Regions from separate parts of the Zea mays genome. Here all the other regions are linked to region 2. A link is a contact called in public Hi-C data. All regions are on one chromosome and are shown on one strand. Each heading gives the region's core, a stretch centred on a gene start, on an enhancer-like site or on the middle of the called end of the contact. The rest is flanking DNA. Distances are from core to core; before and after follow the strand shown.

Region 1 (2,707 bases), core at 38-2,537, 240 kb after region 2:
AATGGAATGTACTATTTGTAGATACAGATGTATGGAAGCACTAAAATTTTCATGTGCCAGCTGGACCTCGCCCTTTACCTGGTACATATCAAATGGCCTTTACATGTAAACCACTTCTTGCATGATGGAGCTGATGCCTTGAAAAGCTTGAGTGATGTCATTGATGGCCTTTACGTACCTAGGCTCTTCTCAGCCTTCTCGATTTTGCTTTCTGTACTCCTTGATTTCTTCACGACCCCTATGAAATGTAATAGAAATCACAAGCTACTTACGTTCAAAGTGTAAGATGCGAATATTTTCGTTTGCGCAAATAACATGGAAATATTGCACTCTGTTCGAAGTGTGAATAGACGTTCTTTAGCCTTTGTCTCACTATAACAATGTTTGTTCGTCATTGGTGTTGAGGGTGTGAGATTATGAGTCAAGTTTTTTTACAAGTATATCAGATCTTTTCTTTAGCCTTTGTCTCACCATAACACTATTTGTTCACCATCGGTGTTGCGAGCGTGAGATTGTGATTCGAATGATATGTTGCATTGGTGTGTTGTGATGGCTGACATGTATCCTGATTCCTGAATGAACGGTGTATTGCTTTGATGACCATGGAGTAGTTGCCATAAGTTATGTGCGAAACGTGTAAGTCGTGTAAGTCTGTTCTTCTTTCTCGCTTATGTGCGTCATGTACGAAACGCGTAGCTTTGTTCCTCTTCCTCGCTTCTCGTGTAGCAATGAATCATTACACCGCAGAGGACCTTGAGAAACCACCCAATCTTAATACGACGGGAAGTCCCAAGCGTTGTATCGCTCAAAAGATATTGAGCAACCTATAAAAAAGGTCAAACTCCTTTTTCAACCCATACCTTTCTCAGCCTTTTGGCTAAGATAAAATGAAATATTTATTATTTATCAGTTTAAAATATAAGTTTAAAATATAATATGTAGATCATATATTCATTATAATATTAAATTATTTTTATAGAAATTAAATATGATTGTGTGGAGGTGTAGAACACATGAAGTTGCTGAAATAGAACAACTTATGTTTTTTAAATTTTGTGTTGAGTCAACGTATTTATAATAATATTATATATTTATATCATCAATATAATATTAGTATTACGATCATATTTTATCACATAAATTTTCTATACCAAATTTATATTTTATATTAATTTTTAAATCCCTTAACAACGTACCAGCACATAGCTTGTAAAATGATGGGACATTCGTAAAGTTAAGTTTTTCTGCACTCTAGGCTAAACTTCACTGACGTTACGGAAGGGGTCTCGAAGAGCTGCCAAGACCCACCTGCCACCTCCGATGGACTTCGCCGGCCGGGTATCCGTCCTGCTCTTCTTCCTGGTCGCTCGCACTGTAGCAAACGACCAGATCTTCACCACTTCAGGTGAGCGCCATTGAATACCACTACCCTCTCTGCGTCTCCTCCCCAAACCCCAATGAATCCACCGCTTCGTCGATGTCTCTTGATGATTTCTGTCGTCGAATCGAAAATTCAAAGGCTGTAGGTCGATGCTGGTGGCGATCTAGTGGCTAGTACCCATATACTACAAATTCTTTCGCAGATCTAGCGGCCTGTAGTAGTATGGTTCAAAAGACTTCGCCTTTAAGTGCGCATATGGATCGAGGGCTGGTTTGTAGTCTTACATGCTCTTAGGTTTCCTTTTGTTCAACACTGATATGCGCTGGAAGCGAGCTTAACTGGGTGTTGATCGCCAGGTTTGCCATTTGGGCGAAGTTCGCGTGAGCCAAGGTACCGCGTCGAGTTCCATCCTGTTGATTCGCCATTCCATCCAGTAAGATTTCTAAGGGGTTTGTCCTTCCGATCCTTGTTTGTAACAAAGCAAGAGCTTTCTTTTGTTCTTACTCAATTTCATTGCTGGTTATATGTGGCCGGCTTGTTGTATAGCTATTAGGTTCTACTAGTGAACTTAAATTGAAACTACTTGAAGTTTACCGGCAATTTTCAATGCTTATATATATAGGACACATTTTTCCTAATCTATATTTACTCCTAACTTTAATAAACCATCTTGCATATGGGTACATTTATCAGTTTGTTTATTTGTATAGGATACTAGAAATCTTACTACATGAAAAAAATAAAGGAGACTATATTTTTTAATATATTATAATATTAACCTAGTAGTATATAAAATAAGTACAACCACATACTTTATGTATACTTGACATCCCAGATAGTTTAGTATGATCATATACTTCATATATATACACTTTATCGGAGCATATGCATCATAAATTTTGTGATATACATGTGGGTGTAGCTACTACCGGAAGTAGAAATAATTTTTCATATATATATACATTCTTGACTTTACCACAGCTGGTCATTGCGTGCAAAAGACAATCGACTCAATGTAAAGTTACCATGTTTATGCTAAATCGTTTGAATTTCACGTTTTCAGGAAAAAATGTATTTGAGTGTTCCATTTTTCATTTTTGCTCTAGAAATTACTGCTTGGCATAATTCAGGCAATAATCCCTTTCATCCTAACTAGAGATGATTATGGTGTATTCAACAGGAGAATGGTCAGGAATCGGTACCAATGGCTAGTCATGAGGGGAAGCGTTATAAGTGCTTTCTACCAGTTGAAGAAACTAAAACCATGAAGTCAATGCTCCCACAAAATGCAACTAATATTATAATAGAAAGTGAAAGGAGAATTAA
Region 2 (2,717 bases), core at 142-2,641:
TCGAAATAAGCGCAATAGATGGAAACATGAAAAGCACATGTTATGTTTCTCCTCATGTCCCAGCACTCAGTATTGTCGGGTCTGGCATCAGATAATGGTCACAAGTTCAGTACCCAGACAATGGAATTAGAAAGGAATCACTGGATATATATTTATGGCCTGTTGTACTGGTCAAGGATATCAGCTGAGCCATGACTCTTTCAAAGCAAGTAACACCTCACACAACGTTCAACCAATATGGAATGAACATTGCCTAATGACTGGACATAGCCCTTCCACTCATTTATCGGGCAGCTCATGGAAGAGTTTGCAATTTTAAGATTCAGTATTTCATTCATAACTACAAAAGAAACTAAATATGACCCATTTAGTCACAGACATTGCTTAAAGATACTGCTATAATAAAAGAAAACAGAACATATTATAAATGCAATGTCCACTTCGTAGTAAACAGGGGTACATTCAGAAGTTCACATTTTTTTTAAGAAGAAATGTTGAATGGATGGAAAGGTAATGCTTTATGAAAGATAAAAAAATAGACCAAGCGATATAAATCCACAAGACAGTAAGTTTTCCAAAAAAAAAGTGTCTCAGAGAATAAACCCAGATTACCACCACAACCAACTAGAATTATCTTTTTCTTATGTTGTGCAAATACTAGCACCAAATGCTCTTTCCTACTATCAAACTACATAATCAGCAAGCACGTTAGAACCAAAACAAAAGGAGCGACCATTGCAAATTGCAAAACGGTAGTGTCCAAGCCATAAATGGTAGCTGAGTAAGGGACCAAGTAAGCACAGCATATGCACCAAACAAGTAGTAAAACAAAAGGTGCTCCAAAACTAGAGGCAAATGGCTTGAAACAAATTGGACCCTGCGAAGGGGTATCGAGATTCGCAACTCGCAGCAATCCGGGCTAGGATGTCCAATACGCCGCAGAAACCCAGAACCAGCCAATTCGATTACTAGCAGTCGTAATCTGGTCAGCAAACACCACTATCACAAGCCACAAACGCGCAGTTAGCATCCGAACATAGCAGCCACATCTCTTCTCCAAAAGCTACGTGTCGGAGGTGCTCGCACAGTGGATCCAGATCGTGTCCGACACTACAGGCGCAAGGCCAGCGGTACCAGTACGCTACTCCCGAATCAAGCGCGCTCCGCAGCCTAACGAGATCCCTAGGCTACCACCGTACCAAAGTTTTTGAGAGTTCTGTTCACCTTTCCTGGAGAAAAGCGAGCGCGGAATTGACGTCGAGCCCGACCTGGCGGAGGTAGGCCTCAACGTCCTCAACGAAGGCCGCTGCCGGGATGCCCCGCCGCTCCGCCACTCCCTGCGGCGTCGACGCCGCCGCCGCCGCCATGAGAAAGAGAAGGGGGACCCAAATGGAGAGGGAGAGAGAGAGAGAGGAGCAACAGTCAGACTAACTAAAGAGCAAGTATAAGCACATATCAGGGCCGAGCACAAACAGGGCGGGTAACAATAAAAGGCCCACAAAACCCACCGTCTGGGAATGGTTGCTAGACCGCTCGGGCCAAACGTCCTGGATGAATTCCAGATAGAGATGATAATAGATACTTGAAACGTGAATATCAGATGGATTTTACCCAATATTAATCCGGGGTATAAAATAATTTCTCTATCCATGAATATATTAGTAGGTAAAAAACTCTATCCATCGGATAGACAGGTATAGTACAAATGGGTATTATCGATACCTGTATAACTTTAAGTAAAATCTACTCGTATCATACCACTCGAGTCCATCTTAGCTAAAAGAAAAAATCATTCTCTAGTTATCATTTGTGAACTATAAATTTATTTATATGTAATTATATGATTTGTTTTATTTTAAATTCAACGTTTTTGTGGGATTGGTATGTTAGGATTTAATACTATTTTTAGTTACACAACAAGTAACATATAGATAAGATTCTAGAAGACCACGAGCAGATATGGATAACTTGGCACGTAAAATTTCTTTTCATGGATATAAATATAGGACGATACTACCCAATAAATATATACCAGTTGTCATACCTAATTCCAAAGTAGCGGAGTCCATCCCCTTCTTATTTGCTTCTTGTTTGGCAGAAACAGGGGACACGCCTCAAGCATATTATAGGGGTGTTCAGCATGTCACATCAAATATTTAAATACCAATTATAAATATTAAATATAGTCTAGTTTCAAAATTAATTATGCATATAAAACTAAATAGCAAGATAAATTTATTAAACCTAATTAATCCATTATTAGCAAGTATTTATTGTTGTATCACATGCACAGATCATAGACAAATTAGATTTGTCTGGTTGTTTAGTTTGTATCTATATAATTAGTTTTGTAATTAGATTATATTTAATAATTTTAATTAGCATGCAAACATCTTATCCTATGCTTAGAGTTTTCAAAACAGACTTCATAGCCGGCAACAGGAGGGAGGAAGTGATATGCCCCAACCAGAAAGGCACACGGCTACACGCCAACCATCCCTAAAACTAAGGGTTTATTTGGAAGCACCACAACTTTATAAAACTGGTTTATATCCCAATTTTATGAAGCTAGTTTATAGGGAAAAAACTAGGTCTACATATTTGAAATCCAATTTCTAGCTTTTTCTATTACACAAAGATAAGTCTATGGTTTTGGTTCTCTTGACTAAAGTTTAGTTTGTGCCAAATCAAATGTTTGAATTTCAAATATGAGTATT
Region 3 (2,700 bases), core at 92-2,591, 130 kb after region 2:
GCATCCCATCTAGCATTTCCTTACTTTTACTTCGCATCGATAAGATAATATGTAACAGCACATCCTTACAGAGCTAGGGTTATATAGAGTGCCAACAATGTAACCGATTGTCATTTGCACTATCCCACTGCAACCTCTATCGCATGTTTACTGATAGATAAAAATGGCACACAAGAATTGCTTAAGATTCTAGGATTGCTATCGCAAGAGGTTCAAATAAATTTCATTTTGGTCACAACTCGTATATGTGGCCACTTACTCCATTTCAGGCACTACAATCAACATATCTAACCAGCATGACTACTGCATTTCCTCGAATGTTTGTCAATCTCCCAAGTTGCAGTCAAGCAAGTAAAAAAAGGTGAAGCGCCAGAAATCTAACCAGTATATGATCCTCCCATCGAGGTCAAGAATGTGGACGGAATGCCCCAGTGACTGCAGCACCCTGGAGTACTGCCTCTCAGGCAGCCTAGCGCTGGTGCTACCATTTCCAGCGCCCGTGGCCCGGCCCTCCCGATGCAGCGGCGATGAGTGCGGGAAAGACGCCGACCCACGGGCCCACGCACGCTGCCCGCCCTCAAATCCCCCGGACAGCAGCCTACCTGGTGGCCCCGCCTTCGCCTTGGTCGGCGGTGGCACCGGCGCGCCGCGCCGCGGCGAGACGGATTGCGAGCGCCGCCGCTCCACGGCGCCGGGTATCAGCTTGGACATCTCCTGCTTGAGCTGCGCCTGCCCAACCTCCAGCTCCCGGATCTTCTTCAGGAGTTCCTCCCCGCTGGAGTCCATCCCCGCCGCGGCAGTGGGTGGCTTCCTCGAAACCACCGAGGCCACCTCGTCCTCAAACCACCGGCTTCACCGACTTCCACGAGCGCCCTACAGCTGATGGCGCCGCCGCCGCGTCCCCTTTCGCCTCCTCAGGGGCGGCTCCGACGAGCTCGAAAGGCCGCTCCTTTATCCGCTCCCAAGGCAGATTCGACGCAAACGGAGCAAAAGCTCCGAGCTTCCGGTTCTCTGAGATCTCCAGCAGCGATTTCCCGTACAGAAACCGGTTGAATCGATGAAAAATACGATCTTTTCTGGGGAGCGGTTCTTGACCTGTGCGTGGAAGGGGAGCAAATTGCTGTGGAATCTGTCTCTCTCACAAGTCACACACACGCATGACGCATCCGGATGGAGATTGAATGAATAAAATAAACACAAGTAATAATAATTGGTAGAATAAATGATAGAGAGAGAAAAAAGTTATGTCATATAGAATATGGAGGGAAGTGAGACTGTCTCCACGTATTGTAATACTGTTTGTTCAGTTAAGTTTAAAACGAAAAAATTAAATAGTAGATGAAATATGAGATCCGGTGAAAATAGCATGAGGTGTTCTTTATAATGTTCCCTAGTGATTGGTGAACTTGGTGATAAAAAAATTGCTGAGGCTGTTTGCCAGGTTGCTATAGTGGCATTTTACATCTAGTCTTAGTTTTTGTTTGATATTTGGAGCCTTGCCAACATATTTTGTACCCATTTTTCGATTTCTTTTCTATATTTTCTTGGGTGTTGTGTTGATCCACACAGGCGTTGTCCCTGTTCCTATCTACCTACCTTATTGCCAGTGCCAACAGGCGCTATCTCTGTTCCTAGTCACCTCCCTTGCTATGTATCGTAACGAGGGAAAATATTAGCAACTAGTGAATTGGTATTGGTTGGTGTATTACTACACATCAAAGACGTTTTATGCCACTCTGGAATAAAAGAATATTTCCCGAATTTTGTGTGTTTTTCTATGTTTTTAAACTAATTTCTGTGAAGAAAATTATGTGTTCCAAAGGAGCTCTTATTATCACCTACTGTTGCTACAATTTTAGGATGGATTTATGGTTAGTTCTTGGCTTTTAACCGTCTAGATCTATATGACTATGTGTTGCAAGTTTGGAGTTCCTTTTTGGTGGGCATTTATATGGTTTGCTTTTCTTGTTGTAGGTCCTTTGTGGGTGCCAATTGATTAGCACTCAACTGTCTGGAAGTGTATGCTTGCATGCCATAAATTTTGGTCAACTTTTTCTTCCCTTGTGTTTGTTGCTAGTGTGACCTTTTTCATGTGGTGTATATACTTCTCAACAGAACATCTAGCCATGCCCATATCTAACTCTACCTACCAATAATCAAGCAAGATGTAAAAGACAAAGGAGATGTGGTAAAGCTCTGACTAATCTCTTTTTCACGCCCTGGCTTGATTTTAATGCTTAATCGGATACTAGACTGCAGTACACCACAAAAGTATGGAGAGAAAAAGAACACGAAGAAAGAAAGAAAGAAAGAAAGAAAAGAGAAGGATAGAAAAAAAAAACACTACAGTAGTTAGTACTTAGTAACCCCTGTGCCTTTCTCCAAACAAAGCTTTCTGCCATGTTCGTGTTTACGCCTTAAATTGGACCAAAGTTTGCAGGTCCTGATTATAGTTTCAATCGATGGATTTTTCTCAGAAACACCAACTGGTTGTACAACTTTATTTTTTATCGGTGTTAAGCATGAGAAATAATGTTGTGGCCTTGCACACCGAAATAACCTGGAATTCCATAGATAATCATGAGCGGGTTTTTACTCACGAGTCATATATAGAGATAGACTAGTACTGATATTTTCTGTTGACGATTTTTAGACGGAAAAGAACTCCCAAAGTAGCCAATCCGTGGACCAATCCCTTTC

What was found. A called contact is a pair of places that touch in the nucleus more often than the background predicts.
Region 1: a Hi-C map of ear shows a contact between it and region 2, with 2.3 times the contacts expected there. The contact joins the promoter of LOC100283315 here to the promoter of LOC100282989 in region 2. A contact is called at or near these places in 2 of 25 Hi-C or Micro-C datasets (ear and tassel).
Region 3: a contact with region 2 is called in a Hi-C map of leaf, with 9 times the contacts expected there. The contact joins the promoter of LOC103650550 here to the promoter of LOC100282989 in region 2. A contact is called at or near these places in 7 of 25 Hi-C or Micro-C datasets (bundle sheath, ear, leaf and 1 more) and 2 of 3 datasets of contacts at active chromatin or transcription factors (leaf and seedling).

The regions. Positions count from the first base shown.
Region 1 is chr3:130,411,225-130,413,931 of Zm-B73-REFERENCE-NAM-5.0, forward strand. It overlaps LOC100283315, which reads left to right and starts at 1,288. Exons shown (of 8, transcript NM_001156217.2): 1 at 1,288-1,405; 2 at 1,738-1,814; 3 at 2,562-2,707. The coding sequence starts at 1,321.
Region 2 is chr3:130,171,556-130,174,272 of Zm-B73-REFERENCE-NAM-5.0, forward strand. LOC100282989 reads right to left here and starts at 1,392. Exons shown (of 6, transcript NM_001155893.2): 1 at 1,225-1,392. The coding sequence starts at 1,367.
Region 3 is chr3:130,305,713-130,308,412 of Zm-B73-REFERENCE-NAM-5.0, forward strand. It overlaps LOC103650550 (serine/threonine-protein kinase EDR1), which reads right to left and starts at 1,342. Exons shown (of 13, transcript XM_008676128.2): 1 at 383-1,342. The coding sequence starts at 786.